Linked DNA regions of Sus scrofa: regions 2 and 3 are each linked to region 1. The links are chromatin contacts, called in public HiChIP or PLAC-seq and promoter capture Hi-C maps. All regions are on one chromosome and are shown on one strand. Each heading gives the region's core, a stretch centred on a gene start, on an enhancer-like site or on the middle of the called end of the contact. The rest is flanking DNA. Distances are from core to core; before and after follow the strand shown.

Evidence for each region. Promoter capture Hi-C pulls out the DNA fragments that hold promoters and counts their contacts. HiChIP or PLAC-seq counts read pairs in DNA pulled down with a chosen protein or histone mark.
Region 2: an H3K27ac HiChIP or PLAC-seq map of alveolar macrophages shows a contact between it and region 1. The contact joins the promoter of SUPT4H1 here to the promoter of MTMR4 in region 1. A contact is called at or near these places in 2 of 47 Hi-C or Micro-C datasets (both in liver) and 2 of 2 datasets of contacts at active chromatin or transcription factors (alveolar macrophages and skeletal muscle).
Region 3: a contact with region 1 is called in a promoter capture Hi-C map of fetal liver, with 2.5 times the contacts expected there. The contact joins the enhancer-like site here to the promoter of MTMR4 in region 1. A contact is called at or near these places in 1 of 5 promoter capture datasets (fetal liver) and 2 of 2 datasets of contacts at active chromatin or transcription factors (alveolar macrophages and skeletal muscle).

Annotation. Positions count from the first base shown.
Region 1 is chr12:34,768,872-34,773,483 of Sscrofa11.1, reverse strand. It overlaps MTMR4 (myotubularin-related protein 4), which reads left to right and starts at 2,169. Exons shown (of 20, transcript XM_005668984.3): 1 at 2,169-2,380; 2 at 3,370-3,429; 3 at 3,541-3,577. The coding sequence starts at 3,575. It overlaps SEPT4 (septin-4), which reads left to right. Exons shown (of 11, transcript XM_005668982.3): 10 at 118-217; 11 at 488-708. The coding sequence ends at 547.
Region 2 is chr12:34,627,683-34,632,294 of Sscrofa11.1, reverse strand. It overlaps SUPT4H1 (transcription elongation factor SPT4), which reads left to right and starts at 2,614. Exons shown (of 5, transcript XM_003131646.4): 1 at 2,614-2,771; 2 at 3,307-3,413. The coding sequence starts at 2,703. It overlaps RNF43 (E3 ubiquitin-protein ligase RNF43), which reads left to right. Exons shown (of 13, transcript XM_021067274.1): 13 at 1-721.
Region 3 is chr12:34,897,341-34,901,952 of Sscrofa11.1, reverse strand. All of the region lies in intron 2 of TEX14 (inactive serine/threonine-protein kinase TEX14), which reads left to right. Among named protein-coding and RNA genes, the nearest start is that of TEX14, 76 kb to the left of the region's middle. Within about 2 kb of position 2,597, at least 62 of the 83 cell types and tissues checked have an H3K27ac peak or open chromatin away from gene starts, as enhancers often do. A contact at or near this core is called in alveolar macrophages, fetal liver and skeletal muscle, where this site is marked.

The sequences.
Region 1 (4,612 bases), core at 920-3,419:
GGCAGCCTTGGGTGAGACCAAGCCCTTCCTTTGTTCTTCTATAAGCTCTGGGCGCAATTCAAACAGGTGCTGGGGTCCCCCTCGCCTTACCAACCCCCCATTTTCCCTTTCCCTCAGCAAACTGACCCGAGAGAGTGGTACCGACTTCCCCATCCCTGCTGTTCCACCAGGGACAGATCCAGAAACGGAGAGGCTGATCCGAGAGAAAGATGAGGAGGTGAGAGTAGTATGAGGTGGTAGGGCTGGCCAGCCCGAGAGGACCCCTGCTTAAGCATAAACCTCAGTGTCTCTTGGTTTGGGGACAGGATGATCCCTGGCCCTGGTATATATCTGGATCCTGGATTGGTGGATTAGTGGTTCCACCCTGGGACTTCATTATACTCAGGGCCACCAAGGCCCTGGCTCAAGGGATTAGAGGTTTCAGGCACTTTCCTAACATGATAGGACTCTCTGAAAGGTCCCATTTTGATGCATGTGCCTGTTCCAGCTGCGGCGGATGCAGGAGATGCTGCACAAAATCCAAAGACAGATGAAGGAGACCCATTAGCTGGCTTTCAGCCTTGAATATTTAAATCACCGCCTCTTCCTCCTGCTATGCCGGCCCCTCCCAGCACCAGCTCTACTCAGGCCTCTGCAGCTACTGCCACTTGACCTTACATCCCTGCTGCCTCCCCAGAGACTCAGAAGAAATAAAGTTTAACAAATCTATAGGTGGCTTCTGGTGTTTCTGTCGATATCTTTCCATCTCCTGGAGACCAAGAAGATCCTAGGACCCGTTTTGAAAGACTGCCAGAGGAGGGTGCTGGTTTTGGCCTTTACTAGCCAAGGGAGGGTGGGGAGAACCTTCCCCTCCAGAGGCAGGGTTTAGTCACCACCATCTTCCTGATCATATCTATCATGCATCTATTATCTGGGGCCCTGCTCATCTTTCCCACATACAGTACTTCCACAGAAGTTTTGGATTTGATACCTTGAGAAAACACAGTATTAATAGCCTCCCAGCTTTGTATTTCCTGATTTGGGGAATGGGATATTCAGAATTGAGCTCTGCACTCTAGGAAGCCTAGGCCAGCGCACTGAACAAATGTTGGAACCCCTGTAATCACCAAACACTATAGTAAGTGCCAGGAATGGATAAAATACAATCATTGTCCTGGAATAATTCAGTATTTATTTACCAAATATTTATCAAGCATCTATCTGCTAGGTTGCAGATACTGTTTTAAATCTTCGAGTTAAAGCAGTGAACACACATAAGGTTCCAGTTTTCCTGGAAGTTGCTAAATGTAGTAAATGTCCCAATGTCCTATGAAAAGACACGTGAAGACATTTTGGCCCCAGGGCCTGGTATTAAAGCATTCAGGCCCATTTCCAAACTGAAGCTATCAGTTGAGAATCTGAGTCAACTGTTCACCATTTCTGTCGGGTTGGTGGTATCGCTGGGACACGGCGACCTCCAGCGGCCACCCTCCGCCCTGCTGCCTGTTCTGGCTCCCCGGGGTCTCCCAAGGCAAGGGGAGGAGCCAGAGAGAAGCGAGAGAGGAGCCAACTATTCTCCACAGCCTTTTCAGACCAGAAGGTCGCAGCTAAGCTAGTGGCAGTCTCATTCTCATCTCTCAAGTGAGAGATTTTTACTCAAAACTGATGGCATGTGATTCAGGTCACGGACACCAGGGTCGGTTCGCGGATGAAAAGTGAGGTCCTGGAGGAACACGTCAAGGTGTCCGGAAGAAGGGAAAACCTCCCCCAGCCAGTCGAAGACCGAGAAGGAGCCTCAGGCCCTCAGCCCTCTCTTAGCTTTCGGGGTTTTTCTCCCGCTTCTGGCTTTGGGACGGACGATCACAGTGAAATCAAACCAGAAATGGTGCCACCGGGATCTATTTGAAAAGTACACCAGAGGCGGGGTGATCACCGGAAGTGGCTGTGAGAACGCCCCGCCTTCAATTGCGCTACCAGTAGGCGACAGACCGCCCCCACTTCCGGCCCCTGGAGCCTTAACCAGCAGCCCCCCTTTTACTGCTCTCCCATTGGCTGCTGCAGGGACGCGCTGTGATTTCCCATTGGTCGCGTCTTCTCTTCGGCGCCGCGCCTCCTCCCTGCCAGTACAGTCTTGTCTTCCGGCATCCGATAGGCTCAAGACTGGGAGGGCGTCTGCCCCACTTGACCAATGAGCGGTGTGAAGAGTGAGGGCGGCTGCTGCGTGGTGGGGGGCAGGGCGGGACTTGGTGTGGCTATTGGCCAGGGCGGGCACAGACCAGAGATAGGATTGGTTGGGGAGAGGGGCACCGTGGTGGGGGGTCGGAGCTGCGCGGCCTCAGCAGCTGCGGGAGACGGAAGTGGTGAGAGCGCGGCTTCGGAGGGTCGGGCGGACGCCGCCTGGGTGAGTCACCGTGCCCCATACACTGCCAGTCTGGGAACCGCAACGACCGCGTCTTGCCCGGCCCCGCCCCGGCCCCACCGGCTTTCCTGAGACCCGCCTTCTGTCATTCGGGGCTCCGCCTCCGAGTCTTTAGGCTCCGCCCCTAGAACCTGGGCACCTGAGCTCCCCTGTCAGCCTGACCCGCCTCCCCCCGTGGCCAGATACCCTAGGTCCAGGAACCCTGGGTCTCCCAGGCCTAGTTCTCGTCTCTCTCTCCCTCCGTTTCCTTGAGGCTGCTTGCCAGTGGGCGGTGAGGCAGCACCTCTGGCTTGCCGCTTGCTGGCTCCCCCATGAGGAAGGGTGGGCTGTGATCAGGGAGGCGGGTAGGACCACAGATGGAGGCTTTTGTAGCCGCAGCCTTCGGCAAGGCACACTCCTAGACTGCCTCTGAGCTCGAATAGCAGGCATGGAGAAGTGTCATTCAAACCTGGGCCCGGCTCCCTAAGTGGGCCCAGACGGCTCAACCTGACATGTCTGTTGCTTGGGCCCATTTGACGCTCACTGACTCTGAGGCCTGCACTGGCCTGATTCTATCCCCATTGTGTGGACTCCTCCCACTAACCTGCACCCCACTTGGTGTCAAGTACACTCAGCAGAACATGTCCAGCCCTGCTGCCTTCTGATCACAGGTTGTGGTCCCCTCCCTCTTGTCCTCTGCTCTGGACTCTGCCCCAGTAAACAGGTCAGGTGGGTGCTACTCACAGACTCAGAGGCTGGCCGTGCGCTCCTCTGGTGGATTTATGTTTCCACCAGGGCCAGAAATGAGTCCTGGCTGTGCAGCCTCTGTCTCTTCAGAGTTGGCAGGTCTTTTGCTCTCCCACAAAGAACAGGGTTTGGAGTGTTTTACTTCTCCTTCTGGGTCCGGGAATCGGGATGCTTGAGTCCTGCTCCAGAACTTTGTTGCTGCCTTCATGCTCTGCAGAATCACTTGTTGCTTTCTCCCCGTGTAGCTCCCACTGCCTCTGTCTGGCATGGTGAGTTGTGGAGAGACTGGAATCACTGTGAAGAAGGTGAATAAGAGTTGTGGGGAAGTTCAGGAGCAGATGTGTGGTGATGGTTTGTTGATTCTATGGTGGTGTTAATGGTGCTCTTTACTCTTGTGTTTCTCTGGGTCTTTACAGTGAGAAAAGGCAGCCAGACCCTCACCACGGTAGAATGGTGAGTACCCTCTCTTTTCTCAGACGCTTGTGTTTTCTGTAATCCTTGTATCTTTCTCCATGAAGCTGACCCGCCCCTCCTGGACCTTGAGCTTCAGGCTACTCTGTTCAGCAACCAAACAGGTTCATCTGCCCTGGAGATAAATTAGGGTTTCTTTAGGTTGCAAAACGTCATCAGCCAATATACAGCACTGGTACCGGACGCCACTGAAAGTCTTTTTCTGCACGTGCTATGCCATGGTTTCCCCACACTGGCTCCCTGAGCCCTTCATAATGGCCAGAACTTCTCTTCTCTTGGGTCCTTGGTTGCAGCTCTCTGGCCTGGTCCAAAAAACCAGGCCTCCTTTATATCAAGATTCTTGTACTTCCTGATGGGTTCCTTGAATATTGTGGGTGCTTTATTGGGAGTGACTCCACTAAAACTGTGGGACTTCTCTGGCTCCAAATGTGCCGCTGTTTTGATAAGCCTCTGTAGGAACAGCTGATTGGATATATAGCAGGAGAGCACCCTCAAGGTGGCCAGAATATCACTATGGGTGTGGTGTGTGTGTGTGTGTGTGTGTGTGTGTGTGTTATAATGATCCCATAACATTTCCACTAACTATAACTTCCCTTCCCTCACCCCAAGTTCAAGGAACCCCTTAACCCTGGCGAGCTAGGAGGAGGAAACAGTGAGATGAGAAGGAGTGGAGAGCTGCAGGCCCTGGCCCAGATTAGGCCCTTGCTCTGGCTGTATCTCTTTAGTTCTTTCATGTGTCCTATGCTTAGGGACAGGTCAAGGAATTCAGTTACTGAGGGGACTCACTCTTTCCCTCCACAGACATGTGGGTGTGGTGTGTGCGGTACTGTTCTGGTCTCTTCTCAGAAAGCCTGCTGGTCCCCGGCCTCCACCATCAGATTGCCCCTCTCCTTTTCTCTCTTCTGTGATACCCTGAAAAGAGTCAGCCTGGTCTAATTTTGAGTCCTAGCACCACCACTTAGTACGTTAGGTGAACTGCAGACCTTCTCTTTAAGCCTGAAGTCTCACTTCTTGGGG
Region 2 (4,612 bases), core at 1,365-3,864, 140 kb after region 1:
TAGAGCAACTTGAAGAACCTGGGTGGAAGCCTCTGAGCGTCAGACTCCCTTGTCACTCCAGCAGCCCTAGTTCCTGGGGGATAGGGGTGGGGATGGTGGGAAGGGAATAACTCTGGACTTTATGTAGAAAGAGGGAGCAAGGAGTGAAGGTAGAAAGGGCAGAATTATTGCCGAACAAGGAATTTTTCTCTGAGAGCAGGGATAGGGAACAGAGGAGAACAAAGGAGAGGTAATATGGGACCCTTGGGATTAGAGGGCCCAGAGGCCCAGCTTCCCAGTATAAGCCACGCAGGCCCGGGACACCCAGGAAGAAGTGGAGCTGGAGCAGGAAGTCTGCCCTGGGCAGCTGGTTACCGAGTGGGCACGGGCTGAGGGGCCTCCTTGGGGTGACATTCACCCCAAGGCAGTTGGAGCATTGCTGGCCCCTCAGGCATTATCCCATTTGGAATGTGAATGTGGGAGCCAAGTGGGCACAGGACCCCACCTGGGAATCTTCTTCCCCCAAAGTCAGGGGGGAACTAGCACCTAGGTACCCACGTGGGTATTTATATCTGGATAGAAAGATGCTTGAATCAGGCACTATGTTGAGAAATGTATTTATTTGCTAATATATTTATCCTTAAATGCGGTCTGGTCTTGTGGTTTTGTTCTGTCATGACTGTCACTGAGGGTAACAGCTCCGTCCTTTATATGGGAGAAATAAATTATGTTTGGTATCAGAGGCTAGGCTCTGATTTATGAAAGGACCGAGGAGACTGCTGGGCTTGGCCCTAAGAACTGGCTTGTAAGCCCCTAAACCATGGTCTAGTGAACTCAGGGAAAGAGAAAGCATGACTGGATTCTCACTGCGGTTCCGTTTGTTACCTGTATTGTCATTGTCCTCATTTCAAACTCTCACTGATGACGCTTCACTGACTTTCTCTGTGACTCTGGGCAAATACTCTGTGCCTCACTTTTCCCACCCCTGAAATGGACCCACCTCACAGAGTGAAGTGTGTTCCAAAGTAGAAAGTGTGCAGTGATGGAGAACACCCTAACCCATCAGAGCCCATCGGAACAGGCATGGACGGGCACTGGCAGCACACTGGCCTTGAAGAAGCTCAGTTTCAATTTAGGAGGCCTGGCTGGGAAGATAGACCAGCAGGGCCTGAAACTATCTATCTATTTATTTTTTGTTTTTTTGCCTTTTCTAGGGTCGCTCCTGCGGCATATGGAGGTTCCCAGGCTAGGGGTCTAATCAGAGCTGTAGCCACCGGCCTACACCACAGCCCAGCAACGTGGGATCCGAGCCATGTCTGCGACCTACACCACAGCTCAGGGCAATGCTGGATCCTCGACTCACTGAGCAAGGCCAGGGATCAAACCCCCAACCTCATGGTTCCTAGTCCCATTCGTTAACCACTGCACCACTAAGGGAACTCCTGAAATTATCTATTTATATCCCAAAGCTCCAGTTCACATAAACACAAATGACTGTCCTCTGCCTACACATAGGACTAATGTGAGGATCAAGGGAGCTGGTGCTATGTCGGTAGGAAGAGTTCCACAGGGCCTGGACAGGCCTTTGCTCGCCTCCTGCCTCCTGCCAAAGTGCATTTTCCCTTTCCACTTCTCTGGGAAAGGCTTGGTTTTGTCTCATGCCCAGTTTTTTGGTTTTTCCTGTTTTTTTTTTGTTTTTTTTTTTTTTTTTTTTTTGCTTTTTGGGTCCACCCTCGCCATAGGTTCCCAGGCTAGGGGTCAAATCACAGCTACAGCTGCTGGCCTACACCACTGCCATAGCCACACCAGATCCAAGCTGCGTCTGCGACCTACACCACAGTTCACAGCAACGCAGGATCCTTAACCCACTGAGCAAAGCCAGGGATCGAACCCACAACCTCATGGTTCCTAGTCAGATTCGTTTCTGCTATGCCACGACTGGAACTTCTCTTGCCCAGTTTTGAATCTGAAAGCTTCTTATAAAGTGAAATGAGGGAAAAAAAAAAAAAAAAAAATCTCCTACAGATGATCTGAAGGAAAGGAACTATATAAAAGCTAAAAGATGCACAAAGCATAAATTATCAGCTGGGCCGAGGAAACGTACCAAGAGTTTTTAGAAATAATTGAATATGCATTTTCCGGGTGACAGCTCGCAGACCAGCATTCCCGTGGACGCAAATGGAAACCCAATCACGCTCTGATTGTTAGGAAGGAGCGGGGCGGTCTCTGGATTTCTTTTCGTCTCTGCAGAGATAATCCCAGAGGGAGACAGTGGCCCTACACTTTTAAGAGGGAAGACAAAAAAGAATCTCTGCTGTCATCTGGGATCCTCCAGGGAACCCGCGGGGCGGTGCCAGCCGCCCAGGTCAAATGGCCCGCGCGCCAGGATACCACCCGGGCCGCGGGGAGCCCCCGCGCAGGCGCCAACCGTGCCGCCCCTCCTCCTCGGGCTCCGCCCACAGGCCCAACGGCCGCTGGGCCTCGCCCCGCGCTCCGGCCCAGGTGGCGGGGGCGCGCGCCGGTCCAGGTGACTCTCCGCCGGCCCCGCCTCTAGACGGGAGAAACCATCTCCTGAGGCGGGGGGTGGGGCGGGGCCCGCGGCCTCCCACGCCGGAAGAGGAAGTCTGAGGAACCGGAAGTGCGTGTATTCTGGGCAAATCGCTGTTTACTTCCTGCGAGCGGCAGCTGTGGCTCATTCCGTCGCTGTTCTTCCTTGGAAGAGGATGGCTCTGGAGACAGTGCCGAAGGACCTGCGGCATCTGCGCGCTTGTTTGCTGTGTTCGCTGGTCAAGGTCTGGCGGGGACCTGGTTGTATGGGCGATGGGGGACCAAGCTGGGAGAAAGGGTAGGACAGGGCTCGGGGGGCGGTGAAGAGAAAAGATCCAGGCAGGGGACGTGGGAAGTAGGCCATCGCTTACGTGGATAGGAAGCCAGGCAGGTCGTGCAGCCATGGTCGCGGGCGGTCTCATAAGCCTTTGCAACTTTAGCTCTCAGTACAGGCCTGACCCTTTACAGACGTTCAGTGAACTTCTATTGGAGTTGAAGGACGCCGGCTAAGAGTCAGAGGAGGGTGGGAATTTCCAGCTGAGAGAATAGTGGGAGAAGGTGCCCGACCCCGAGGATACTAGGGAGAGGAATGGGTAAAACGCAGTTGGGAACAAAAGGAGTGTGAGAGTGGAAAAGGGCTATAGGAATGGTGGACGGGGGACTTGATGAGACAGAGCCAACGTAGGGAGCCTCGTGCTTGACCAGGTAGACTTATGAGAAAGCTACTTTTTCTTTTGGCCTTGTTCATGCTCCCCTCTCTCCTTTTTATCTCTCTCCCAGACTATAGACCAGTTTGAATATGATGGTTGTGACAATTGTGATGCATACCTTCAGATGAAAGGTAACCGAGAGATGGTATATGACTGCACCAGCTCTTCCTTTGATGGGTAAGTCCCTTTAGATTACTGCATTATCTCTACCCCATCAAGTAATTGTGGCCAAACTCTTGAGACCTTAATCCTAGTTGGTCTCAAAGTTATTTTGAGACACATGTCTTTGCTATCCAGAACCGTAGCTACTAGACGTGTGTGGCGTTGAGCACTTGAAATGTGGCTAGTCTGGGAGTTCCCGTTGTGGCTCAGTGTGTTGAGAATCCAACTAGTATCCACGAGGATTTGGGTTCGACCCACTTACCCTCGCTCAGTCGGTTAAAGAATCCAGCGTTGCCGCAAGTTGCAGCTTAGGTTGCAGAAAGTGGCTCGGATCTGGTGTTGCTAAGGCTGTGGTATAGTCTGGCAGCTGCAACTCTGATTCAGCCCCTATCCTGGGACCTTCCATATGCTGTGAGTATGGCCCTAAAAAAGAAAAGAAAAAAAGAAAAAAGAAAAAAAAATGTAGCTAGTCCAAATTGAGATATGCTTTACCTGTGATGTAATACTGGATTTCAAAGACTCAGCACAAGAAAAAAAAGTAAAATAATCTTGATTTTTGCATGTGTGTTAGTTACATGCCAAAATAATAATTTGAATATATTGGGTTAAATGAAATTAATTTCATTAATGAAGTTAATTTCACTTTTTCGTCATTACTCCTTTAACGTAGCTACAGAAAATTTAAAATGATTTGTGTGGCTTTCATTATTTTTCCACGGGATAGTTCTTCACTAGACTGTCAGCTCATTATTTGTAGGGACTGTATTTTGTGCACTGAGACATGGCATACAGGACCTGAAAGGTAGTAGGTGCTTAATAAATGTTGACTGCATGAAGAGCCTTTGTGAAAATGAAAGGGTAAATTTTGGCCCCAAAGTTGATGCCTTTAGATATCTTTAAGAGGCGCTTTAGAAAGGTTTTCCCTTGGTGAGATTGTCCCGTGGGGAAAAGGCAGTGAGAGAAATGTACGTTTCAGTTTTCCTTCCCTAAGGTAGGAGCCAGTATTCTTTGGGGGTTAAGAAAGTACTATTAAATTTCTTTCAGTCTCTAGGCTAATTAAGGATTTACATACAGACTGGCCCCAAACCAATACTTGCTAAAGTTCCTTCAAGGTGAGCCAACTTTATTCCTCCTTTGTTTGCCTTTAAGGAAGAGCAAAGGATTGGGCAGAGAAGGTGTCGTCGTGGAACTTTGTACACATGCCTGTGCACACG
Region 3 (4,612 bases), core at 1,348-3,847, 130 kb before region 1:
TGGGCCGCTCCCGCGGCATATGGAGGTTCCCAGGCTAGGGGTTGAATCGGAGCTGTAGCCACCGGCCTACGCCAGAGCCACAGCAACTCGGGATCCGAGCCGCGTCTGCAACCTACACCACAGCTCACGGCAACGCCGGATCGTTAACCCACTGAGCAAGGGCAGGGACCGAACCCGCAACCTCATGGTTCCTAGTCGGATTCGTTAACCACTGCGCCATGACGGGAACTCCCTCTTTTTTTTTTTTTTAGGGCCACACCCACGGTATATGGAGGGTCCCACCCTAGGTGTCCAATCAAAACTGTAGCTGCACTCTATGCCACAGCCACAGCAACGCTGGATCTGAGCCCCATCTGCGACCTGCACCACAACTCACAGCAACGCCGGATCCTTAACCCACCGAGCGACGCTGGGGATCGAACCCCCGTCTTCAAGGATGATAGTTGGGTTCGTTAACCGCTGAGCCACGACGGGAACTCCAATTTTTTTCTTGTTGTTGGAACTTTTAAGATTACTCTCTTGTTATCTTTTGAAGTGCAGCACAGTATTATTCATTATAGTTGCCATGCTGTACTTTCCTGTGACATTTATAACTAAACTTTGTACCTTTTGACTCCCTTCTCTGTTTTGCCTCCCCCACCCCCACTTCCACCCCAATACACATGGATTCTGAAGAAGTGAAAGGAGCCGAGAATCTGCTCATTTTCTAGGAGGCCAAGGGGTGGCATGGATGGTGAGGTGGGAGTCCTCAGGAAGGTTGGAGGAACAGAGAATGGAAAGATCTTAAATAACAAGGACTCAGACCAGAGACAAGGGGCCCTTGGATGAAGGTGCCTGGAAGGCACCTTATAACTGCAAGACATCACGAGCTGTTCTCGGACCTGGCCAGATTGCCCCAACACTGTCCTTTTCTCTCAGGGAATTTAATTCCGAGCACTAAGAGATTCTATTGGAAGTGGTTTGATGAGATGGACCTGATAGGCATATTAGTCATGTTACAGTGATGCAATTAAAAAATGTGGATGATTCAGAAACCCAGGTGTATGTCCCCATAGCACTGTGCTTTCTGGCATCCTGGAAGATGTAGGGCAGAAGCATTTTTTTGGTGTCTTTTTTAAAAAATTTATATTTTGCCTTTTTACAGCCGCACCCTTGGCATATGGAAGTTCTCAGGCTAGGGATCAGATCAGAGCTGTAGCTGCCGGCCTACACCACAGCCACAGCAATGCCAGATCCAAGCTGCAGGTGTGAACTGCACCACAGCTTGTGGGAACACCAGATCCTTAACCCACTGAGCGAGGCCACTGATTGAACCCACATCGTCATGGATACTAGTCAGGTTCTTAACCTCCTGAGCCACAAGGAGAACTCCGAGCAGAAGCATTTTGACAACAGAAAGTTAAGTGACTTAAACAGTTACGTTTCCCTTAGGTATAAAGTGTGCTCTTTGAGGAGAAGCTGGGACTAACTTTTGCCAGAAGTAAATGGGTAGGCTTCCTTTGAAACAGAGAAACCAGGAAGATCAGTCATTCAAGAGTGAACTTTGAGGAATTCCCTTTGTGGCTCAGCGGGTTAAGAACCCAACTAGTATCCTTGAGGATGAGGATTCAATCCCTGGCCTCACTCAGTGGGTTAAGATCCAGCGTTGCCATAAACTGTGGTTGTAGGTCCCAGATGTGGCCTTGTCTGGTCTTGCTGTGGCTGTGGTGTAGCCCGGCAGCTGTACCTTCGATTTGTCTCCTAGCCTGGGAACTTGCATGTGCCACACCTTCCACCCTTAAAAAGCCAGAAAGCCCCCCCCCCCCCAAAAAAAGTCAGAACGTGTGAGCAGGTAGTCCAGTCATGGTACAGAACCAAAAGGGGCTGTTTTCCAGGGCTGGTTCTAAGCCACCCAGTCCCCCTCCTTGCCTCAGTCCCAGTGACCTCTTCCCAGAGTTTGAAAAGGACAGCCTTGAATGTAACCTCTAAAATGTGCTAATCCCTGGAATCAGCGAGATAGTCAGTCACTAGCAAAGGCCAAGGCCCGCCCTTTCCTTTAGAGCTGGCAGAGGCGAGGCGGGATTTAGCAGATCAGTGGCCTGAATGCTTCGGGAAGTTGAAAGATGCAGGTTGTCATTGGCTGTCAGGCGGTAATATGGTAATTAGGTGTGGTTGTTTTCAAAACTGCTGTCTTCAGTTCTGGTTGAATGTTGAAAGGAGTGGGCAAGTGCTAGCGTTTGAGGGATTGTATCACATAAGCGATTTCTCGTTTTCCCAGCAGAGGCAGTAACGGGGGTGGGGTGGGGAGGGAGTGTCTCGCCCTCAGTGCAAAGTGGAGGGCTGGCCCGGACCCGGCCTCGGCTGGGCCTGTGTGGCTAAGACTATACTTTCAGGGATCATTTCTATAGTCTGTGACTGGAGAAGTTTCTCTGAACGTGTAGAGCACCCGAAACCACGAGGAGGAGACGCAGTGTTCTCTCCTGAGCGTGAAGCCGGCTCTTGGTGTTGCCTGTGCAGCTGCCACTTGCCCTTGATGATCGTTCTCCTCTCTCTGGTTGAGAGAGGCAGAGGGAGAGAACACCGTCTGAGTGGTTTTGTGATGTATCTTGTGTTGTCTGTGGTAGTGTTATTTTCCTTCCTGTGTTATGCTCAAGGTTAATCCTCTTGGCATCTAGGTTTGTGCAAAGTTCTTTGAATTTCTTGCTGTTTCTCTTTAGTTTCAGCCTGTATTTTATTTTGAGCTTTATAAGACAAGGAGTCTCTAGCTTTTTGTGTTTGGGGTGTTTTTCCTTTTCTCTTGATACTTGGAAAAGTGAGTTTTTTCATGTGTGTTTTTGAATCTTCTAAAATATTTCTTGGCTCAGCTGAGTTTTATTTTTGTGTCTTTTTAGGGCAGGAACCTCAGCATATGGAGGTTCTCAGGCTAGGGGTTAAGTCTGAGCTGTAGCTGCTGGCCTGCTACGCCACAGCAACATTGGATCCGAGCCTGGTGATCAAGCCCGTGTCCTCACTGTTGCGTGTCAGATTTGTTACTGCTGAGCCATGACGGGTACTTACATCATTTTTTATTACGGTAGAATATAGACTTTATTTTTATTTTGTTTTTGCCATATTTTTGTTTGTATTCTTAGCGTCGCGCCTGCGGACATGGACGTTCCCAAGCTAGGGGTAGAATCGGAGCTGTAGCTGCCGGCCTGTGATGGAGGCCTGGAAACAAACCCTCGTCTTCATGGATCCTGGTCGGGTTTGTTACCACGGAGCCACTACTAGAATTCCTTTTTTCGTCATATTTCTAATTATCCTGGATCCTGAACCCACTGTGCTGTCAGGGAATTTGGGTTATGCATACTTTAGGTTTCTAGAGTGTATGTTATGCTTCCATCTCCTCCATCTCTTACGGTTATTTCCTGTTTTGTGTGGCGTTGCTGTGGCTGCAGCTCGTATTCCACCCCTAGCCCGGGCACCTCCACATGCAGCAGGTGCAGCCCGAAAAAGAAAAAGGAAATGTAGGTCCCAAGATTAAAACAGGGGACTCCAGGGCTCCCACTGTGGTGCAACAGGATCGTCAGTGGAGCCACAGTTTAGGCTTAGGTCTTGACCGCGTCTCGGATCTGATCCCTGGCTGGGGAGCTCCATGTGCCATGGGGCGGCCAAAAGTGAAAAAACAAACACACGAAAAAACCCAGGCGATCCATGTAAAAGGTTTAATAGATAGGAGTTCCCTGGTGGCTTGGTGGGTTATGGATCCGGTTGTTCTTACATGTCACTGCTGTGGTGTGGGTTTGGTCCCTGGCCTGAGAACTTCTGAAGAAAAGAAGCAAAAGAAAAAAAAAAGAAAAAGAAAACCACAAAAACCAAACAAAAACGAGTTTGGTAGATGGGCTGGGATATGTTAAAGTACTTTAGAAATGGTAGTACTGTAGAAATTGTTTTGATTTTTTGGTTGCTTTTTATGGCTGCACCAGAGGCATGTGGAAGTTCCCTGGCCATGGAGTGAATCCCAGCCAGATGTTTTTAATCCACTGGGCTGACTGGGGATCAAACCTGCATCTCCACAGCAACCCAAGCTACTGCAGTCAGATTCTTAACCTACTGCACCAAGGCAGGGACCCCTTTTCTTTTTTTTTTCTTCCTCCTCGGTAAACAAGAGAAACCACATTTAAGTAATGGGTTTGTGTTGGTAGAGGGTGTAGCCACCTGGTAAGAAGTTTTTTTAAAAAAATAAAGTCTAGGAGTTCCCTAGTGGCTCATCAGGTTAAGGGACTGGCATTATCTCTGCTGTCTGTGGCTCAGGCCACTGCTGTGGTGTGGGTTCTGTTCCTGGCCTGGGGATTTCTGCATGCTGCAGGCTTGACCAAAAAGAAAAACAGAAAAAAAAATTGAAGTCAAAATCTACCTGCTGATATTTAAAAGATAGGACAAGAAGCTCCTGCTGTGGGACAATGGACTCCCAGGCATCTGTGGAGCTTTGGGATTCAGGTTTGATCCCCAGCCCCATGCAGTGGCTAAGGATCTGGTGTTGTGGCAGTTGTGGCATGGTTGTAACTGTGGCTTGGATCCGATCCCTGGCCGGGGAACTCCATCTGCCGAGGGGGGGGGGGGGGGCCAAAAAGATAATTAAAAAATAAAGATG